2 separate regions of the Anas platyrhynchos genome follow, and region 2 is linked to region 1. The links are chromatin contacts, called in public Hi-C maps. All regions are on one chromosome and are shown on one strand. Each heading gives the region's core, a stretch centred on a gene start, on an enhancer-like site or on the middle of the called end of the contact. The rest is flanking DNA. Distances are from core to core; before and after follow the strand shown. Region 1 overlaps LOC140002581 (a long non-coding RNA gene). Region 2 holds the start of CALM1 (calmodulin 1).

What was found. Hi-C and Micro-C count contacts between places; a contact is called where the count stands out from the background.
Region 2: a Hi-C map of subcutaneous adipose tissue shows a contact between it and region 1, with 2.5 times the contacts expected there. The contact joins the promoter of CALM1 here to the enhancer-like site in region 1. A contact is called at or near these places in 3 of 8 Hi-C or Micro-C datasets (liver, skeletal muscle and subcutaneous adipose tissue).

The regions. Positions count from the first base shown.
Region 1 is chr5:17,508,837-17,515,232 of IASCAAS_PekinDuck_T2T, reverse strand. It overlaps LOC140002581 (a long non-coding RNA gene), which reads left to right. Exons shown (of 9, transcript XR_011809526.1): 5 at 2,953-3,033. Among named protein-coding and RNA genes, the nearest start is that of CALM1, 110 kb to the left of the region's middle. Within about 2 kb of position 3,977, at least 1 of the 8 cell types and tissues checked has an H3K27ac peak or open chromatin away from gene starts, as enhancers often do. A contact at or near this core is called in subcutaneous adipose tissue, where this site is marked.
Region 2 is chr5:17,621,935-17,628,330 of IASCAAS_PekinDuck_T2T, reverse strand. It overlaps CALM1 (calmodulin 1), which reads left to right and starts at 2,670. Exons shown (of 6, transcript XM_027457858.3): 1 at 2,670-2,874; 2 at 5,533-5,563. The coding sequence starts at 2,872.

The DNA.
Region 1 (6,396 bases), core at 2,728-5,227:
TGTTAGAAATCTCAGACTGGGCTTTATTGTAGTTTTAAGTAGAAATATCTCTCCCTGCTGTTGTTGTGTCCGGATTTTCCCTAAGCAGGATTAGTTTGTGAGCAGAGCACTGCACCTCTGTGAGCCCAGGAAATCTATTCTGAAACTGTATTTCTAAGGAGACCTCATTATATTTCTGAATGACACTGAGCTGGCCTAATGCACTGGTTTTCCAGGGCAGCCTGGGGCAGCCGGGCAGGCAGATGATTTTCCTAACGCTCTTTACAGAGGAAATGAGCCCAGAGTCTAGCGATCCTTGTATGGGGGACCTAGGGCAGGAGAGAGGAAGGAGAAGGATGGCATTTGTGGATACAGATGGGAACTGAACAGGATCAGTGACAAGATATGGTGTTGCATTGGGGTAAAGCTCTGGCTATCAAGAAGCCCTGAGTTTATAGACACTATTTGGATCATGTGATATGACCCAAGGGACTTCACATAGAAAACTGAGAGGTGTTTTTCTTTTCCTCCTATTGCTTCTGCGAGCCCATTCTTTGCTTTCACCAATATGAAGAAGTTAGTTAATCACAGGCATGCCACACAATGACTGCAGTGAGTAATAAGTGGTGGGGCCGTGCTGTAAAACTGCTAGCTGCAATGAGAAAGAAGTGTTTCTGCAGAGAAGCCTGGTGCCAAGGACAAGACCAGGAAGGACCACAACAGCAGAGGTGAAGGCCTGCTGCTCGATGTTGTCTCACCCTGACCTGAAGCCCTGGTGGCAGATATGTGACCTGCAGGAGCCAGTCTTGGGCAATGGATGCTGGGGATTGAGCCCCACTGACAGGACATTGAGGTTTCCGTAGACTGGAATGGCTTGGGAACCACACGAACAGATGGACACTGTGACTGTACTCCAGTGTCAAGGAGAAGGAGTGGCAGGGATTGCTCTTCCTGCAAAATGTTTCAAAGCAATGTTTTTGTGGATGCCTGAGCATAGATTGTATGGTATTTTCTTCCTTGCAATGAAGGACAGACAGTTTGACTAAAAATAAAATCCAAATTCAGCCCAGAGTGGATTCCTCCAGAATATTGCTTTTGGCCAAACTGCTCTGAATTGGCCAACAACGTCTGGAAAAGCTTCTGTGTCCCTTGACTGGCTGGAGAAAAAACTGTGCTTGATTTTGGCAAATATCCCAGCTCTCTGCAAAGCGCAGAATGCTACTCTCCTTTTTGACCTCATTGCTGTTGGACTCTTATGCCAGCCAGAGTTTAGGAGCTTTCCGTTTATTGCAACAAACTGAAAATGGCTGGCAGCTAAGTTTAACAGATGCAGGAATAAGGTGATTTATTCTTTCTCCAGAAAGGCACAAAAGTGAGGCATTGTTCAGCCAAGCACTGACCAGAAAAGGTACGAAGCAGAGCAGATTTCATCAGCTCCAGCCCACAGAAACTACCCTTCCTAGGAGGAAAAACATCATTCTGTACCACATAATTCTTCTTTCTGCTCTGCAGGTCAAGAGACCTGTCTGCAAAGTGCCTTGTACCCACTGGAGTGCTGTAGGAACTGTCAGTAATAACACGCCACCTAATTTGCTCTTCCAGGGAACTCTCTTCCCTCAGTTTGAAGCACTGGAGTTAGTCATCATTAATTTATTAGCCCACTCTCCCATGACGTAGTATGCAAGTACATTTTTAACTACCATTGTAGTACTTCATGGCATTTCTGCCATCGAAAGGCAGAGGAGCAACATCTGTCTTGTAGGGAAGTGCAAGTGTGGGTGCCCATCTTCTAGCATGGCCTTGTAGCTGATGGAGATTGATGTGCCAAGACATTCTGCAGTTATTCATGAGCAAAATTTGCCCAGTTTCTACCTACCTCTTGCCTGTGTCCTGAGAAGTGTGAAAATGTGACTACCTTGCTCCCAGCCCAAAGGGGTGAATCACAGCTCCACCTTCTTGCAGGGAGACTCACCCAGAGCTGGTCACTCATCACCAACAGCACGTCCATGAAGCAGGACGGCCTCTTTGCTCCACCTCCTAGCAGCCCCCAGGCTTCGAGCAGGTGCAGTCCCTGCCTTGTTTCTGGCCTAGCCAGAAACCTGCTGAGGGCAATCCAAAGTATGGGTGCTCCAAATTAGGCAGGCCTTTCACTATATTCTATGGGGGTGTTGGATTATACAGGTCACAAGCCTACACCTAAATAAAATGGAGAAACTTTTTCACATCAGAATGACTATCTACTTTGTTTGATGTAGACACCCCTTTATTATCCCTCAGCACTTGATCCTAGATGTATTTATCCACTTAGATATACATGATATACAGGCTTTTTTTTCTTTTTTTAATTTAAATTTGATTTTGAGAAGGAACGAGATGAGCTCCAAGTAACAGAATGTGATAGCTCTGGAATATTACACAGCATTAATCTCAGAAGTGAGTGGGAGCAAGACACTGAGGAATGCACAGCCTGAGAAAACTGGGGAGGCTCAGTAAGTAGCAGGAGGAGATAAAAGCAGACAGCTTGGGAAGATATTTGGAAAAGAAATATTGGTATAAAGAAGACAGACAGGAGAGAGACAACCCAGGCCACTTCCCGGGCAGACCTTTCAGTGAGTGCCTGCAGCTCTGTGCTGCTGGATGTGGAATTGTTTTATGGGTTTCTCTTGTTTCCAGGGTCTTGGAAAACTATTGTCTAGTGCATGACCTCACAGGAAGTGCAACTGTTCAACATAGTGAGAACATCCAAGAAAAAAAAAAAAAAAAAAAAAAAAGAAGAAGAAAGAAAAGCAAATGATTAAATATGGTGGTTGGTTTTTCCTATTTTTAGCTTTTCCGTGAGTTATCTGGAGATGCTTGCAACTTATTTTGGAGATTTAGGAAGCAGAGGGTTTTACCAGCTATTTCAGCATAAATACATGTATATATATATACACATTATATATATTTATGCTGTTTTTTTTTTTTTTGTGACAGATAATGAGCTGCAAAAGATACCTACAGAGGCAGCATCATTAAGGGAGATGATTGTTTTTAGACAGTTGCATCAAAGATTTCGTAAGTAAAAGCTAAAGTAATTGTTTCCCCAATGTTAAAGAGAGACACATGGAGTGAAGGACAGAGAGCACACTTGGTTCTGTGGTGAGGGGTCATGGGCTGTAAAGAGGCTCAGAAATTAAGGAATTGGGCTGCAGCTGCTTATGTGGTTTGCATTTCCAGTTCCTCCCATAAGAAACTCCATGGCTGCACTCTATCATTTGCAAGGATCACTGTAGATCTGGCAGGGCCTTGCCAGCAGGATTCCTGTCTCTGAGGGTTTGCCTGTATACAGCCTGTGGCTGTCTTTAGTCTCTCCTCTGTGCCTTGTTGTGCAGACATGAAGAACTCAATTTTGATTTCCTCTGAAACACTTTGTCTCACTGACTTCTACTCAGTTGCTCCTGTTGGATAGCTAAAGCAGTTCTTAACTAAACTGCATCTACATCTGATGTATACAGGCTCCCTCTTTCTTCTAACTGCATTTAATGCTAAGGGCTTGTTAGCTCCCCAGAATATTTTATTTTTCCTGTTCAGAACAGGAAATTGACCCAGGTACCATTCATTTGCAGTAGCAGTATTTTTGCTGAGTGTCAGTGAGAGGCAGGTCCAGCAACATCAGGGTCCTGGAGGTAAAGTCGTGCCAAAATGTCATAGCTGAGGGATTTGCATTGCATTTAGCCAGGAGGTTATTGTTTGCCTGTGCTCAGACTCTAATTGCTGACGAGAATATGTGCATGTAACACATCTTGTTTCTAATCATGTAAACAAGTATTTTCCTGGCCTTGGAACTGGCAGCCAAAATGTGATTAAAATTCAGTGAGTTTCCTCCTCTCCCTGGTAGTAAGCATTCCCACTGAGTCAATGAAGGCAGCTGCGCTGGCCAGGGCTGTGACCCAAGCTGTAGCCTGAACAATAAATTCTGCGAAGGAAGAAGGACAAACCTCTGGGAATTGCCTGCTTCCTTAGAAGATCTGAGGAGCCTGTTGCTTGGAGGACCTCACTGCGTCTCTTGAACAAGGAAAAGGCAGTGCTGCCCCACAATGGACGAAAGAGATGCGGTATCCTGAGGTATCTTTCAGCATCAGATATCCAGCTTCAGGGGAGGATAGGCTCAAAAGAGGCAGATATGTCTTTGCTGATCTTGTCTGCACCCACTTAAATCTGCGCTTCAGGGCTCCTGTTGATCACCTTCAAAGTCAAGGAGGAATTGCTCTGCTGACGGATGCAGACCTTGAATATGGGGATGTTTGTTTCTCTCACTATTTTTCCTGCCTTGCAGGAATACAAAAGACTGTGGCATCAGCAAGTGGTGGCACACAGGGAAGATGGGTTGTGTGCCCAGAAGTGCTGTCAGTGGAGCCTGCTAATACCTGGGGACTTTTAATGATGTGCAGAAGGAATTATATTTTTTCCAGCCTACTTTGATGGCAAACACTCTATAGTATTTTATTTTTTTTTCCTTTTTCTTCTTTCAGTAGTTTGGGAGGTTCTTTAACTTCCTGTGATCACCTGGAAATTGCTATGAACAAGTCCTATGCTGCCACAAAGGACCCGAATATTGGCAAGGCCCATGGGGCTCCCCTGCTCTCTTCCTGTGTGGAGTACAGTTTTTGACTATTGCCAGCCTCCTGTGAATTTGGGAAGTGAGGAATAGATGTCTCCACGTCCCCTTGCTGGTCTTTTAACTGGTTTCAGCCGGTTGAGGGGTCCAAGCTCATATCCTGGGTGGATGCTAATTTATTCAGGAGAGCTTGCTCCTTTGGCAGATGTTATGCATTTCACTACATCAGAGATTCAGCTGTCAGCAGAGAGGGCAACATGCATATTCAGGGTCTCCTTTAATGTCAGCCATAGCAGAAAGTGCCTGCCACTCAGCAGTAACAGCTTGAAATGCTGTGGGGCTATCGGTGTGATGCTGTGCAAGTGGAGATCTCCCTTGTAGGCCTCTTGAATCTCACTCCATTTATTAGAAGGGGTGATTACTCAGATTTCTGTTCTGGGAGACTATTCACTAGCAAGCTAGACAGTGAATTTACAGTCCACTAGGTACAGCACGCTTGTACCCTACAGGGATAATGAAATGTAAGCCTTTCTTTTAAAAGTGTCTTAATGCACTTCTTGCAAGTTCCTTGCTCAGTGATTGCCAGTAAGCCTGTTCCCATGGCCAGCACACCACAGTGAGGACATGGTGAATTTAGTCTGGTTACTGTGCATTGGCTCCCTCAGGTAGTTATCTATGGACATGCAAAATTTTAGGTAATGGTCTGACTCACTTTCAAAGGAGGTTGTTAGCATCTTCTATCTTATCTGATAAAGCTTCTAGTTGGAGCTGAGATAACAGTGAATATATATGTAAGGGACCGAGTGCCCTGCTAATACCAGTGAAATAGGAGTTTGCATATGTGCAAGAAAGAGTTGATATAACTTAAGTATATTTGCAATTGGTTTTTATTTACTTAAGCTTCCTGTCTTGTAATTTCATCTTTACCAAGTCCTGGGATGCATCAAGCCTGTCATTGCTCGTCAGTTGAGGGAAGGGAAGGGATTGACCCACTGCTCTGCACTAGTGCGGCCTCACCTTGAGCACTGTGTACAGTTTTGGATGCCACCCATAAGAAGGACATAAAACTACTAGAGAGTGTCTAAAGGAGGGCAATTGAGATGATGAAAGGTCTGGAGGGCAAGACATACAAGGACAGGCTGAAGTCCCTTGGTTTGGGGACTCCCCAGGGCAGTGGTCACAGCCTAAAAGCCTGACAGAGTTCAAGAAGTGTTTTGACAACACTCCCATACATAGGGTCTGATTTTGGGGTGGTCCTGTGTGGAGCCAGGAGTTTGACTCAAAGATCCTTGCGGGTCCCTTCCAACTTGGGGAGGTCTATGATACTAGGAGCTGTTTGTTCCTGCCTCAGGTTATATTAATTTGTGGTTATTTTCTTCCTCGGGTCTAGGATGTTGAAGGGTTTCACTGTGTGACATTGGTTTCTGTAGGATACCAGCTAAGTACTGAGTTTTCAAGATGACCAGGCTTGCTTTTCCAAGGCAGGGGTTAGCCGGCAGCTAAGCCTTGCCAACCAGAAGGACATAGATATATTTTGTAGAACAACCTTTAAGGATAAGCATATGTACACCATGACACCCAGAAACATCTTCCATCTTCCATGACAGCAGGGTGAGCTCACATTAATCAGTATGTCTGGTACAGTGCCTCACGGCAGGCTTGCCGTGTGGCGTAGTTTTGCTATGCACCATTTTGCAGCTCTGATGGTAGAGAAGGTGTCCAACCTTCAGCCGTTGCACCAGCAAAAGGACTGTAAGAGTTTTGTTGCTAAGGGATGGATTCAGAATGAGTTTTTATTATGAACGCTGTGTGTCTATCTG
Region 2 (6,396 bases), core at 1,421-3,920, 110 kb before region 1:
GGGTGGCCAACTTGTACGGTGTTAGGCACAACTACCGAGTAATTCCATGGCCGAGTCCAGCTCCCACTGAGATCCAGGAGATTTTGAATGAGACATTGTATAAGTACCTGGCAAATCCTTTGACACTGTATGTCATTGGACTGACAGGGGCATTTCTTGCCTGCCCACAACTGAATGTAAATTTTAAGTGAACAAAGAATACCGATCAAACTCGAGCTGTACAACTGAGTGAAAGCGAGCTTACAAGGAGCAGGCAGATGTCAGTTTAGATGAGGTTTTCCACACTAAATAAGCAGAAAAACCTTAGTGTTCCATTTTGTTTACATTTATCATTACCATATGTCAAATCAGGAAAAAAAAATCCCCTTAGTCAGAATGTTATTTTGGAGTAGTAGCTGTGAAATACTTTCAAATCCAGAATGACGCAATTCAACAGAAACTACTGCAGAACCTATCTGTGGTATCTCATTTGGTCATCTTGAAATTTTTCTGAAATAAAGTGAGACTATATTGCAAGATACTCAAAAAGTAATTTTATTTTAAAGTTTTGTTTATATAAAAATGATTTATTAGTGTAAACCATTAAGAGTTAGCAATAGTAGTCACACACACCCACCAGAACAACAATTAAAAGAAAGAAATAGGAAAAAATATATAGCAATCCTTCTACTCAAGGTCCCGTTAAGCTTTGGCAACCGTCATTGCGTGTGACTTCATTGAATGTAGCTTTTTACCTCACGTTTCCAAGTTTCTTCACATATATACAAACATTGTAATGTTGGTATTTTGTAAAAGAATCTCCATGAAGTTTAATTACGTGTCTCTTAGTCTCTCCTCAACAGATACAATCTAATCCCCTCACTTTTTAACGAGTGAAGGCTTTGTATCAATGGAATAATGTACTACATGTACTGGAAAATAAGCACCCACGTTCTAAATTGTCGCATTGAAGTGTTGGTGAGATTATTCTCCTGGTAATACCTCCAGCCTTCCACATTAGCAACATTTTGGCCAAAGACCATGAGATTGCATTAGCTATTTATCTTTGTGAGATAACTGTATAAATTTGTTAGCCCAATATTTGTATAGAGCTCTCATTTCAATAATGAGATCTTCACTTGTGTGAGGCCAGCGCAATGAAGTGAATGATTTGCACATGAACATTCTTCAGACGTCCCCGTGAGACTCAGGGAGTTCCAAGATTCACTTATCCAAGCAAAAGCTCTTGTAGCCCACATCAATCAAGCATTGTGTCATGTTTTCTGGAAAGAAATTAAGCTGGGAAAATAAGAGCTTAAAATTGTTGGTCTGGTTTGAAAACAAAAGATCGATTTGCATGTTCTTCTATGTAAAAAATAAAGAAATCCAGCCTTACTGCTTTGTATTTAAATATATATGCGTTTAATATAGGAGGCGAGGCATTCTGCATCTAAAATGGAAGGTATCCATAAACCTATCATTTGCAGACCAGCCAGCTGCAAATCGATTTTCTGACACCATTTCAGACAGTACTTCTTACACAAATGTTACAACAGTTTTGGGGCCCAACTCTGACATGTGGAATATGCTGTAGCTCGCTATGAGAAGTATTTCTAGATTGGAAATAGATGATAGCTGTGTTTGCCAACCTATCTTTGTGTTCCAGAAAGGCAAGCAAATGGATTGTAACTTCAATGGTTAAATAAACAGAACCTAACCCATTTGGCCTTTATTTCAAAGGCCGAAAGTATGCAAAATTTTTCAGAACTGGAAGAATAGAAAAATGCATTTTAGAAGATTTAGTGCTACATTGCAGTAAGATCATCAGAATTACGACCACAACGGAAATACCGCCAACCTTCCAGTCCGGAGAGGCCCAAATTACAACCTTAACTAAAAATACCACGAGCTACAAGGAAGCTCAGCATCTAAGGGTTCCTGTCACAGACGGATGCAAGATTCTTGCTGCTAGTGTAGGTGCATGTTTGTACGCTCCTGTACCTGTCAAAAAGGTACGACGTGAGCGCTACGGTATTTACCTGGGTCATCATCAGCTGGTGGCCCGAATCCCCAAAGCCTGGGAGGCAGAGGAGGATGGGAGGAGGCAGACCAGGCCTGCTGCCCCTCGCTGTGCTGCCAAGGGGCCCAAGTGACACGTCAGTTGCCTGGTTCTGGATGGGTTGTACCGAGCGCTGGGTTTTGGCGCTTGACAAAAACCCTAAAGATTGAAGATTAAAGGTGCTCGCTTCAGAGCTGCACAACACTTCTCCAGCCTATTCCGTGCCCCCCTGCTCGCCCAGGTTTCCCCCAAAAAACACGCTTGGGCAACGCACCCCCGGCACCCAGCTGCTGCCCCCGGGGATGGGGAAATCGGGGAAAAAATAAGAAAAACGGGGAAGAAAGGGGAAAAAACAGGGGAAAAACGTCCCCGAGCCGCCGGGACCCCCGGGGGGCGCCGGGCAGGGAAGGGGGCTCGGGGTCCGCGGGCTGCCCGCAGCACGGCCCCCGGGGCCGCTCTTACCTCGGGGGCACGAGGGGTGCGGGGCCGGGATGGGGCGGGGGGGGGGGCTGTGGGGGCGCCCCCTCCGCGCCCCGTCTCCCGCAGCGGGCGGGCGGGGAGGGGCGGGGAGGGGCGGGCGGCGGAGGGGGCAGGGCCGCTCGCCGCAGTCACCCTCACACGGAGCGCGCCGGGGAGGGGAGAAAAAGGCCCCGCTCCGGCGGAGGGATACAGCGCCATATATAGCGGCACGGCGCAGCCGCGCACCCCCAGCACTCCTCGCCGCCGCCGCGCCGGGCAGCAGCAGCAGCAGCAGCAGCAGGAGGAGCAGCAGCAGCAGCAGCGCAGGCAGCAGCCGCCGCTCGTGGTCGCGCAGTTCGTGCCGCCGCCGCGCCATGGTAGGTAGCGCGGCCGCCCGCAGCGCCGGGGGCTGGCTGAGGAGAGGGGCGGCCGAGCCGGGCTGTCCCCGGGGAGGGCTGCGGCGCGGGGGCGGCGGGAGGCCGCGGAGCTAATGCCGTGCCGGGCACCCCGTCCGTCCTCCCTCCCTTCCCTCCCTTCCCTTCCCCCCGTCCCTGCCCTGCTCCCTGCCGCCGCTTCCTTCTCCCCGCGGCGCCGCCCGCCCCGCCTCGCCCTCCGGAAAGGGCCGGGAGCCGCTCCCCGGGGCCGCGGCTCTGCCCCGCTGCGCCCCGGCCCCGGCCGCAGTGCGCACCGAGGGGGGGGGGGGGGGGAGAGACCGCGCTGCGGCTGCTGCGCCCTCAGCGCCCCCCCCCCCCCCCCCCATTCCTCCCCGGTACCGTCCCCAAAAACGCAGCCGGGCTGCCCGCATTACATCATGTCTCCTCCTCTTCCTCCCTGCCTCCCGCCGCCTGGCCCCCGGCCGCGGGGGTTGGGGGGGCAGCCGAGCCTCACTCCCACCCCCCCCATCCCCCCCGCCTCCCTTCCAGCCCCCGGGGGCAGGGGATGGGGGGGGATTGGGGCAGGGGATGGGGCATCGGGGCAGGGGGAGCCGCTGCCTTCCCCGCCCGGGGGAGGGAGGGAGGGGAAGGGGAGGGGAGGGGAAGGGAAGCGGGGCCGCAGTGCAGCACTGCCCGCCGGGCACGGCGCCTGTTGCGCCCCGCGCTGCCCGCCCGGCCCCAGCCCCGGGGGTGGCAGCCTGGGGCTGGGGGGCTTCGGGGGCAGCCCCCCGGCCGGGGGGGGGAGGGCTGGGGGTTATATTTTTTTATTATTATTATTTTTTTTTTTTTCTTTTTTTGAGGGGGGAGCGGGCTGCTCTCTCATCGTTTCCTGGCCATCTGGGTGTCGCTCCGTGCTGCCTCCCCGCCGGGGCAGGCTGGCACCGCCGGGACACGGCTCGGTGGCGGGGCAGGGCGGGGTGGCAGCCCCAGCCCCAGGCACCTTTGTCCCCCAGCACAGCGCTGGTGGCCGCCTGCAGCGAGCCGAGCCCCGAGGACAGCTCCGGCGCTGCCATTTCTTGGTGTGACGCCGGTTTTTGGAGGCATCCGGAGCCCCGAGACACGGGGCAGAAAGCTGGTGCTGCTGGGTGAGGGTTTTGCCGAGGTGTGGCTCCGTTTCCTGTTCTGCAGGGCATTTGGTCTGTTATGTAAATTGCTTAGATGATCTTTAAGGGAAGCCTCATCTTTGCTGGAAAATCGTGAAAAGAGTGGGAGGTCAAGCTGGATTTTTGAAGACGTTTTCTACAGTCTTTTAGCACGACTTAAGAAATGTGAATTTGGTTTTTAACTGCAAGCACTATTTTCTTACCCCCCCCCCCCCCCCCATACATGTGGGGAGCTGTTTAATCATTACACACAGACATAAAACACTAAATCTAAAGCTGGAGCCTAAATACTGATGATGTCTGTATGTCACTTAACACATCCAACAAGCTTCCAACCCTGTTGTTCACCTGTGCAGGGCTTGACAGATCATGTCGCCTGTTAATTCTCCATTGCATTTGTTGCCCTTTGCTGTAGTTACCTGGCTTTTATGTTTGAGATTAATGGTATTTTAGGACAAAAGGGTTGCGAGATGCCTGCTTGCTTTGACCAACAGCATATTTTTTTTGTATTGGTAAAAGCTTTTCAAAAAAGGGAGTCTTATAGGAGCTGGTATTCTATGTTATCAAATATCCATGTCTGGATAACTAAAATTCAATTTTAGGCTTGTTTTGTTGTTAATGATGAGAGAAATACATGATTTTTGTGAAGAACCAGCTATCTTAGCCCAGTCAATGGAGGCTCTTGCGATGCCCTATCCGTACAGAAAGGGGAGATTTCTGGAAGGATGCGGTCAGCACAGCTGAGCTCTGGAGGAGCGCGTTGAGGTGCCCGCTGCGCAGTGCACCTCTGGCTGCAGCCTCCTGGTGTGCAGAAGGTCACAGGCGAGCGCTTTAAATCCTGGTGTTAGAAGGATGTGCTCTGTGGTTTGTGCCTCGGTGGGAGGCATCTTAAGGTGCTGGGCTGAATGGGGGAATAATGTGATGCTTAAACTGGTGTTTTCTTGTCGGATGGTGAAAATCTCTGATACTGAGCAGCATTTCCTCCTGTTACAGCACGGTCCTGTGTGTTAGGCTTACTGGAGGCTGCTGGCTGGACTGCGCTGTGGGGTTGGGCTGCTGTAGCGTTAGATCACTAGGTGGCACACTTGCCGTTAGCCCACTGATGTGCAAATACCCCCACGCTCGGTTAGGGTCACTGTACTTCTGGAAGTGACATCTGATGTGATGCGAGACTCTAAGCATGTCATTAAGGATTTCATGCCTTTCTGATCAATTACAAGGAGCCTGCCTTGTGTCCTTCGCCTGACCAAATCGGGTTCTTTGAGCCAAAGGATGGCATATTGTTCTGAATGGGCAGTTCTGGAACATGCTAGTTCTCTGCTTTTGGGAACGGCTGCATTGTGTAGGGGAGTGGAATCCCTTCTTGCAGAGGGAGAATTCCAGGGGTTGAAAGTGTCTTTGTAATGGTAATAATAAATCTCTGCTAAGTTTGAAGGAAGGGCCTTGTGGCTTGACACAGAGGTAAACATTATTCTAAAATATTCTATTCTTCGTGTAGGCTGATCAGCTGACTGAAGAACAGATTGCTGGTAAGTGTCTTAATGATACATACTTTTTGGCTAATTCCTTGTGACTGAAAGAAAATATCTTAAACATAATGGAATCATCTTTTTTTCTACAATTTCAAATCTATACTAACAATTATTTTAAAAACAAAAATCAAAAGCACTCCCTTTTATAAAGTTCTGGAATACTATTGGTATGTTCTGTTTCAATGTGGGCTGCAGATTATCTGAGCCAAGTGTTTCTACATTTCTTGCAAACAAGTAATTGCTTGAATTTTCAGTGAACTTCTTAGAGCCAAGGCAGAACTAAATCTTTTTTTCAGGTGAAGATAAACTTGAAGTGAAATAGAAAAAAGTAAACCTACAACTGATTTATTACCTGTTAACACAAGCGTTTATTTAAATAACTTCTAACAGTGTCTAACTCAAACTGGTTGAGAGAATAGTATTTGACCTTGTGGAGACCAGTCACACCCACTTGAGGTTGACACTAATTCTTATGTCTGCTGCCTTGTGTTGCCATTTACCACTTATTTTTATTCCTGTAAGTTTGTTAATGGTGAATGGGTGAGCTGTTGGGTTCCCTGGCTTATCCCAAACAGCTGCAATTTGTGCTGCAACAGTAATTCAAGCAACACGATGTTGAAATGCATTCACATTGCAATATTATGTTAGTACATGGAAACTTAGGTCATGTGGCTGTGCAGATTTTGTTGGTACTGTAACTATTTCTACTAATATTTGAAAAAAAAAATTCTGCCAACACACAGGCAAGTTAAATGTTTCCCAAAATCTTACCAGACGTCTTTCACTGGAATGCATTTTTGTATGCAGTTTTCTTAGCTGGTGATGTCACT